Regions from separate parts of the Triticum aestivum genome. Here region 2 is linked to region 1. The links are chromatin contacts, called in public Hi-C maps. All regions are on one chromosome and are shown on one strand. Each heading gives the region's core, a stretch centred on a gene start, on an enhancer-like site or on the middle of the called end of the contact. The rest is flanking DNA. Distances are from core to core; before and after follow the strand shown. Region 1 holds the start of LOC123121723 (NF-kappa-B-activating protein). Region 2 holds the start of LOC123121725.

Evidence for each region. A called contact is a pair of places that touch in the nucleus more often than the background predicts.
Region 2: a Hi-C map of leaf shows a contact between it and region 1, with 7 times the contacts expected there. The contact joins the promoter of LOC123121725 here to the promoter of LOC123121723 in region 1. A contact is called at or near these places in 2 of 5 Hi-C or Micro-C datasets (both in leaf).

The regions. Positions count from the first base shown.
Region 1 is chr5D:355,682,693-355,687,051 of IWGSC CS RefSeq v2.1, reverse strand. LOC123121723 (NF-kappa-B-activating protein) reads right to left here and starts at 2,021. Exons shown (of 1, transcript XM_044541744.1): 1 at 134-2,021. The coding sequence starts at 1,927. The coding sequence ends at 320.
Region 2 is chr5D:355,812,388-355,816,970 of IWGSC CS RefSeq v2.1, reverse strand. LOC123121725 reads right to left here and starts at 1,714. Exons shown (of 9, transcript XR_006459828.1): 1 at 1,170-1,714; 2 at 648-732; 3 at 438-548; 4 at 1-355.

The sequences.
Region 1 (4,359 bases), core at 772-3,271:
AACAATTCTGATCCTAAACAATAACTGTACTGTCTTTCACATTCAAAAATACAAAAAGGAAAAAAAAATGACCATTCTATCTTATCATTGCAAAAAAATCCTATACAAATCATAGTGTGGTAAACCAAGCAGCTTGACAAACATGACAACAATCATGAACACATATAGAACAAAAGAGTAATATCTGATAAGCATAAGCTAAGTACAGCACAAAACAGAAGTTACAAAGATGCAAACTCGACATCACTAGTACTACAGGAAAAACATGCATAACTAACAGTGGCAACCATTTCTTTGTAAAATAGCTAGAAATAATTACTCAGTCATCTGTAGTAGCAAATGGATCATGCGAAGGTCCTGTCTCTTGGCCAATGGTTCTTGAAACCAAGCGCTGCAAATCAGCCATAACCTTGTGCTCTCTCTTTGACTTCTCCTCGTAGTTAAACATGGCCAGTGCTCTCTTATCCTCTGCACTATAAACCTGGTTTTCCTTCCTTATACGGATAGCATTCATCCTCTGGTGCCTACTTCCACTCATCACATACCCCAAATCTTCAAACTTCTGAATCTCATCTGCAGACAGACCAACCTCACCACGCCGTGGGATACGCTTCCCCTGCTGTACATACTGTGCAATGGCATCACCCTCACCAGGTCTCAGTGCGCCACCATAGCTAATATGACCATCTGCACGCGGGAGTGGCATCGGTCCAACCGGCATCTCATTCTCCAGTGCAGCCTTCTTCTGGGCCTCAAGCATTTCCTTGAACTTAATTGCCTCTGGGTCAATCTCAGGCTCATCTGTCTCTTCAATTTCCTTTTCATCAATGATGGCATCAGAAGGGATCGAATCTTCAGAATCAGACTGACTGCTATTCTTCTTCCTTGAGCTCTTGCCCATTTTCTTGCTGTCCGTTGAGATAGGGCTAGAGACTAACACCTCCACCTCCTCAGAGCTAACATCAGATGGTACATCCAGACTCTTACTCTTCTTCCTCCTAGAGCTCCTTCCCCTCCTCTTAGACTTCTTGTGCCTCCGTGATCTCTTGCTCCTCTTCTTATCCCTAGAATCTTCAGAGTCATAGGAACCCTCTGAATCCTCATCGACCTTGCTATCACTCTCACTCTCCGCATCAGACTTCCTGTGGCGACGATGGGCACGCCGGCTACGCTTGCTGCTAGAACGTCTGCCCTTACGCCCTTTCTTTTTCTTACTAGAATAATCTGATTCACTGGAATCAGATAAGCTACCAGACTCATCGGTCTCAGATTCCGACGAATCCTTGTTCTCCTCATCGCTCTTCTCAGATGATTCCTTCTTCGGCGATTCCTTCTTCTCCTCCTCCTCCTCCTCGCTATACTGGTACTCGTCGGCCTCGTCGTCACGGCGAGGAGGGCTGGGCGTGACTTTCCAGATGCACTTCTTCAGGCTTTTGCGGAGCTTCTGGCGCTTGACGCGGCGGTACTCGAAGTAGGTGAGGCCCTTGAGATCCTCGTCGTCGTCGTCGGAGGCGGACCATTCGCCTCCTCCACCGCCGCCACGGCGCGCCGGGGGCTCCACGTCCCGAACCCGGTCCATGTCCCGGCCGCGCTCATTATGGTAGGGCGACCACTGGCGGCGGCGGTCGCGGAAGGGGCTTGGGGACCGGTCGCGGCGGCGGTCGCGGAAGGGGCTTGGGGACCGGTCGCGGCGCCGGTCGCGGTAGGGGCTAGGGGATCGGTCGCGGCGGCGGTCGCGAGAGGGGACGGGGGACCTCTCGCCGCGGCGGTCGCGGGAGGGGATGGGGGAGCGGTCGCGGCGGCGCTGGCGGCGCGGGGAGGGCGACGGGGACAGGGAGCGGCGGCGAGGGGAGGGCGAGGCGGAGACGCGGGAGCGGTCGGGGTGGCGCACCACGGCGGACGCGAGGCGGCTCCCCGTGCGAGACATGGCGACCGCGGATCGCCGATTAGGTCGGGGTTGGGGATTCGATTTGGGGAAAAGAGATGGGAAATTTGCGATGGATGCGTGTGGAACCAGCGGAGGTGGGGGGGGGGGGGGGGGGGGGGGAGGGGCCGACGGGAGAGGCTTCTCGATGTCGGTTTGGAATCGGATGGATCGGTCATGCTGCGCGGCTTTGGGCTTTACGGGCCTTTTAGTGCCAAAGGCCCTGGTGGAAAAATACGTGTGATCACATACATGGGCTTTTTACCCCTAAAAAAAAACATACATGGACTTTTTGGAACATCTAGGCTCCCCGACGAGGGGGGTAAGGAGCAACTACATAAAAAACTCCAGGTAGGAAATTTAATTTGGAGACGCTAAAAAAAAGAATTTTAATTTGGAGGCGCATCGCCTAGCTTGTTCATTAGGTATTGGCCATCGTGTCTGGCTGGGACAATTGTATGATCCAGTCACAGTATCCGTAAATATTCGTTCTAAGCATCAATAAAGCATATGTTTGGCCTAAGAAAATTAACTTGAGGTTACAAGCATCTAGCCTAAAAAAATCTAATTACGATTTCTCTCTCTGTCGGGAAGCATCCGTGGTTGAGTACTCCGCATGACCCAATTATAATCCCTGCGAACATTTTAGCTAATCAATAAAGGTCTAGCAAGCTTTTCTTAAAAAGAACAAAAAAAACTCAAGGTTACGCTAAGCATGGTCTTACCTTATGGGTTGGTCAAGTTTGGCTAAAAAAACTAACGAGTTTACCCCTTGCGGGACCTTCACGGGTGACTTTTGGTGCTCTAAAACCATGCTAAATGATGAGCCCGGCCGTCGCCACATGTCGCATGTCGGGCGCTTTCTCTGGATTCTGTTTTTTTTCTATTTTTCTCCTCACATTCTCGGATTTTAGATACGGGTTTCCCCGTTTTGCTCGGTTTTGGAGAAAAAACATGGACTTTCTTTGCATGGAATTTTTTTTGTGCTTCTCAGAAAAGGAAAAAAATGTGCTTTCACGAGAAGCAAATATTTGCTTCTCATGGAGGCATAAATCTGTTGTGCTTCTTGAAAAAAAATTGTGCTTCTACAAGAAACGCATATTTGTGTCCGCGAGATGCATGGTTGTGCTTCCACGAGAAGCACGTATCTGCTTCTCATGGAAGCATAGATTTGCTACCGTAAGAAACACGGAATCCACAAGAAGCTCATATTTACTTCTCGCGCAAACACAGATTTGCTTCCGAGAAGTACAACCGTGCTTCTCGGAAAGGAAAAAGAAGTGAAAAACCAAACCGTGCTTCTGTCTCTGGGGCTTTTCTTCCATTTTTTTGCCATTCTTTTGTTCGATTGCCTGGTTTTTAAAGGCTTTTTTGAGGGTTTTCGGTTTCCGGATTTTTTTGTGAGAAAAAAATTTGTCAAAACTTATTAACAAGAGATATAGTTTCGAATATCTCGACGCAAGAAATCCAGCACTGAAAACGGTTTGGAATTTTGGATGCACGGTTCAAGAGATAAATCCTTTTTTAATAAATGAATCTATGAAAAAAAGAAAAAACTCGCAGGTTGCGACACATGGCACACATGCATTACATTACTTGTCAGCGCGTCAGAAGGCGGGAGTGACCTTTGAAAGTGGAAACCCTAAACAAGTGATTTTCTGACATGTATCGCCCACGACAACCTCGACCGTAGCGATCGCTCGCGACATCTAACTCGCGTGATTAAAAGTGTGGTGTGGGCCGGCCCAATACTGCAGATCGCCTACCATCTCGCTCGTCGCTACAATAGCGTAGGTACGATTTCCCAGGGTTTGTTCCTTCTGATATTTTTCCTTTTTTTTTACAAAATACACCCAAAAGAATTACCACGAAGTAAAAAAAAAACTAAGTTCATGAATTTGAAGGAAAAATAATAATTTAAAAAATGCTCATGAATTTAAGAATGTTCTTGAATTAAAGAATATTCATGAATCCGAAAAATGTTTACGAAAATTCTAAAATTGTTCATGGATTCAAAAAATATACATGGATTAGAAAAAATGTTCATGAATTCATAAATTGTTCGTGAGTCAAAAATGTTTTCAAATTCAAAATTTGCTCGCGAATCCAAAAAATGATTGTGATTTCTCAACAAAATTCAGAATTTCTAAAAATGTTCACAAATTCAAAAATCATGAATTTAAAAATTATTCACTAATTGAATTTTTTTATGAATTAAAAAAGTGCACTAATTAGTAAAAAAGTTCACAAATTAGAATGTAAAAAAGGAAAGGGAAAAATGGGGAAGGAAAAATAACAAAAAAGGGACGAAAACAAAAATTACAGAAGGAAGAAACTAAAAAATTGATAGAAAACCAGATAAATCGCGTGAGGAAATGGTTTCCTTCACTAGAAGGTTCCATTAAAGGACGGCCCTTTCCCTTAATTTGGTCGCG
Region 2 (4,583 bases), core at 465-2,964, 130 kb before region 1:
CTATTGTTGAGAGGAAATGCCATGCTGCTGCCTGGGTACCTCCTAGTATTATTACCTTTGGAAGGGAGAGGCACTCTCTCGGAGCTCCACCCCTTTTGGTACCCCAAGGCCGATGGCCGGTGCCGCCGCGGATAGCTCGGCGTGCCGGGACTAGGGAACACGCCGGAGCTGATCTGTGATGACACAAGTCCCTTGCTTACAAACCCGGCACCTCCAACCACGAAGCCCGGAGAAAACGGAGTCCCGTTGTTGAACCCGGCGCTGCCGAAGTCGAGCGAGGCCGGCCGCTGCTTCAGCCCCTTCCTACCGTGCAGGTAAACAGCCTCTGTCCGGCACCGTCGCTGGCTCTGGCATTCTGTCGAACAGCACACAAGCACACAAGATTGGAAAACCTCACACCACCTAGCACGTCGCAAACTTGGAAATCTCGTACGTACCTCGGATGGCAGTGGCGCCGCCCGCCGGACTCTTGGCCGGTTCTTGCCACTCTCCCTTCAGCCCACACTGCGCTTCGTCGTCGTCGTGCGGCTCCGTGAACGCTGCAGAGGCTTCAGAGAAGGCGAACTCGCTTAAAAGGGCTGTAAAGTGGAGCTCCAGCAAGAACGCTGGTAAGAATACAAGCTGTGAGCTGTGGGCTGTGTGCTCACCACTGGAGGATGAAGTGGCGGCCAGCCCGTCTGTCTCCAGATCTGTGTCCATGTCGCCATCCGCGCGCACGAATCCGGCCAAAGGCTGCAGCCAACCATCAAGCACCGATTAAAAAGTTAATCTTGCAAAGCTGGAGACCGGAGAGAATCCCAGGGTGGGTGGTGCCCCCCCTCCGCTCCTTTTCCGCTTGCTGGCGAGGGCGATGCGGCAAGAATCAAGATGGCGATGATGGTGCCTATCCTCAAGCCTCGGGCCCTCCGGCTTTGTCGGTTTTAGATCGCTAGATTCACTCGCTAATCATGTCATTTCTGGGTTTTACCCTCCACTTTCTGGAAAGGCTCCTGTGGACTGTGGTCACCTGCGACAGGCCATGGTGCTCTCTGGCTAGATCGGCATGGCGGCATGCCCATGCCACCGCTCGCGGCAGTAAAGAGATTCTATGTGCGAATATTAATCCAAATGAAATCGACAGAGACGCCCAAGGAAGGTGGTGGCAATGGAGGAGGGGGGCGAAGACCAACCGAGTCGCAGCCGAAGGAGCCGCTGCCGCTGCTCGTCGAGTAGCCGTCGCCCGCCTCGGCTCTTCCCCACCGACGCCGCCCCCGACGCCGCCGCATTGCCCTCTCCGATGCCGACGCCGACGCCGAGGCAGCCCCCTCCTCCTCCTCCCCCATTACGCCCCGGAACTCCAGCTCGCAATCACCGGCGCCGCGCATTTTGTCTCAAAAACAAGAAAGCAAGAATCCCACCTGCCGCCTGCCGCCTGCCTCGTCAGTGAGTTTGCTGTGCTCTCCCCCTCAACCGGCGGTGGCCATTAAAAGTGGCGGGTATGGAGGAGTGAGAAGTCCTGGCATTTTAATAGAAGACGTGTCAGGCGGATTGGGACGTGGGTGTACGTCCGGCATCTCGAGGCCGCGAGGCGAGGCAACGTGAGCCGGGAGCTCAAGAACGTGCGCGGCGCTGAAATCAACGGACAGTTTATCGGCTAGTTTTGCCCCCGATCGGCGCCCCCGTCCATGTCGGTGTCGTCCTTGTTGTTTCTTCTGCCCCGCGGCGCAGGGAAACTCACCTCACCAACTCCACCCACCGAACCTCTCGTGCCGTCGCCGCCCGTCTCCGTACTCGGTTTACCCCGGCATGGCTGTCTCGTGACGACTATCTAACAGTCGGTCGGTCGCTGTGAAACAATGGCAATGGCATGCAACCGACGGCGTCCTGGTCGAGGAGTGAAAGTCCTGGCGTGATGCAGGCGGGGGCGGGGTCCCGGCTGGCCCCGCGTCACGGTGGCCGCAGCTGGAACGACGGCGACCTCTCTGCTGAAGGGCGCGCAGTTTCAGCGCATCCGGCTAACCATGGAGCATGTAGATCTACTGCGGTGGAACAATGGGGGTTCAGGTTGCATGGGTCCGCCGGATGGGAGCGCCGGCAGGTGGTTGAAGGCGTGGAGCACGGTAGCAGTGTACCAGCGGCTGTGGCCACGTGCCGTGCTACTGCCGTGTCGCCACGGTTCACCGAACATAGCACAGGCCTTGGGGGCATATAATGTGTGCGTCGTTCGGTGGCACGAACGTTCCTACCGTGCACCAAAGCTCTCTCCGTCACATGCTATGCTGGTCTAGTGGTCCGGCCAAAACAAATCGTATTTAGCGAATTTTTCTTCTCCGGAAATGGGCTAATCATTAAATCCGTGCATGTTCTTTTTAGAAGAGCGATGATGGCGACCAATCATGTGGAAGGTCGTTCGGTCGTCAACTGGAAGGGGGTTTTCTGCCCGTAAAATATCGGAGGTCTCGGTCAGGGTTCTTTTTTAAACTCCATCAAGCTAGTCAATGGAGAGAGTTGGAGCTCTATCATTGAACTGGACGACTCCTTTAATAATACCAGTAGACATTTTATGCGACAAATATAAGAGTTGAAGGTCATAAAGACTTTAAAAATAATGAAACAAGGCAACGAGCCCTGATTGTAACCTTATTGGGGTGGGTCTTGAAGACGTAGCGTTGGTATGGCTAACTAAAATTTTCAATCTCGTTTTTTGGGCAAACAAAATGTCAGAAGAATAAAGACGTAGTATATCAGTATCAATCTTCATGAAGAAGGGGAGTGTTCAAAGTTGTACCAGTTACCGTGGAATTAAACTGACGAGTCATACAGTGAAGTTAAGGGAGAGGAGCAACACTTAAGAAGAAGAATAAGCGTGGCCAAAAATCAGCCTGGTTTCATGCTTGGGAGGTCGATCATGGAAGCCATTTTTCTTGGTATGACAGATTATAAAGAGATACAGTGAGCAAAAGAAAGACCTTCATATGGTGTTCATTGGCCGGGGGAAAGCCTATAATCAGATACCACGAAATATCATGTGATAGGCTTTGAAGAAACATAAAGTTTCAGTAAAGTACATTGCCCTAATCAAGGACATGCGCGATAATGTCGTGGCAAATGTTCGAACAAGTGATGGCGACATTGATGACTTACCGATTAAAATAGAACTGCGCCAAGGATCGATTTTGAGCCCTTATTTTTTTGCTTTGATGATGGATGAGGTCACAAGGGATATACAAGGAGATATACCATCTTTGTGGATGATGTGGTGCTAGTCGATGATAGTCGGGAAAGGGTTAATAGAAAGTTAAAACTACGAGACAAACTTTAGAATCAAAAGGGTTTAGATTTAGTAGAAATATCAATGAAGATGTGACCAATCGAATCAACGTCGGATAGATGAAGTGGTGCCAAACTTCCGGTGTTCTTTGCGACAAGAGAGTGCGAGAAAAGCTACAAGTCAGGTTCTATAGGACTGCGACTCGACCCGCAATGTTGTATGGCGCTGAGTGTTGGCCGATTAGAAGGCAACATGTTCAACAGTTAGGTGTAGCGAAGATGCGGAGTGTGACCCCACAAGAAAAGATCATATCCGGAATGATGATATACGTGAGAGTGTTGGAGTAACACCGATTGAAGAAAACTTGTCTAACATCGTTTGGGATGGTTTGAGCATATAGAGTGTATACTTCCAGAAGTTTCAATCATAGAAGACAGTTATCTTAATGTTTAATATAAGATGGTTAATGTGATCATCTTGATTGCAATTCGTAATTTGTTGTTGGTAGCTTGTTAATGTGATCATCTTATCTTAATGTTGTCATGCAATTCAAAGATGGTAAATATAAATCATGTACAATCAGGTATCTCTTAGTATTATCTCTATTAACTAGAATTTATAAATATCTGGTAAGAGATATCTTGCTAAGAGATTATCTCTTAACAAAGGGATGCCAAGATTTCTTATAGTTTTTTCTTCTTCTCCATCTCAAAGTTTACGTTTGGTGACACTCTTAGAATAATACCATTGTACACACCTTACTCCATTATATTATCCGTTCCATTTGTTGCTTCCTCCCTTTCTTTCTTCTTTCTCTTTCTGATATTTGTGTGTCCATGGTCACGTAAATTTTCGAGTTACCGTTTTCTCTCTTTTCTAGGAAGGATTTTGTACCGGTTATCCGTATCCTTTTTTGTTAAATTTTCTTTTTTCCTCTTTCCATTCGACCCCTTATCCATTTTTAATTTATTATATTTTGAAGCACGTGAACACTTTTTAAAATTCATGAATGTTTTTGAAAGTTGTGAACATTTTTTCAAATTCATGGGTTTTTAAAATTCATATTTTTAAATAATCCATTGACATCTACAAATTTGTTTTTTATTCATGAATATTTCTTTAATTCTGAACATTTCTCAAATTCATAAAATTATTGAAATTCATGACCCTCAAAATAGCGTGAACATTTTTTTTGCAAATCATGTGTGACCAGTTGCATGTCTACCTTGGCACGCAACTGCATACGACACATATATCATGCAACTATAAGAGGTATAACACGATCGCAATGCGATCATGCGCGCGCGTGTGTGTGGTGATAGGAGGGGAAGGG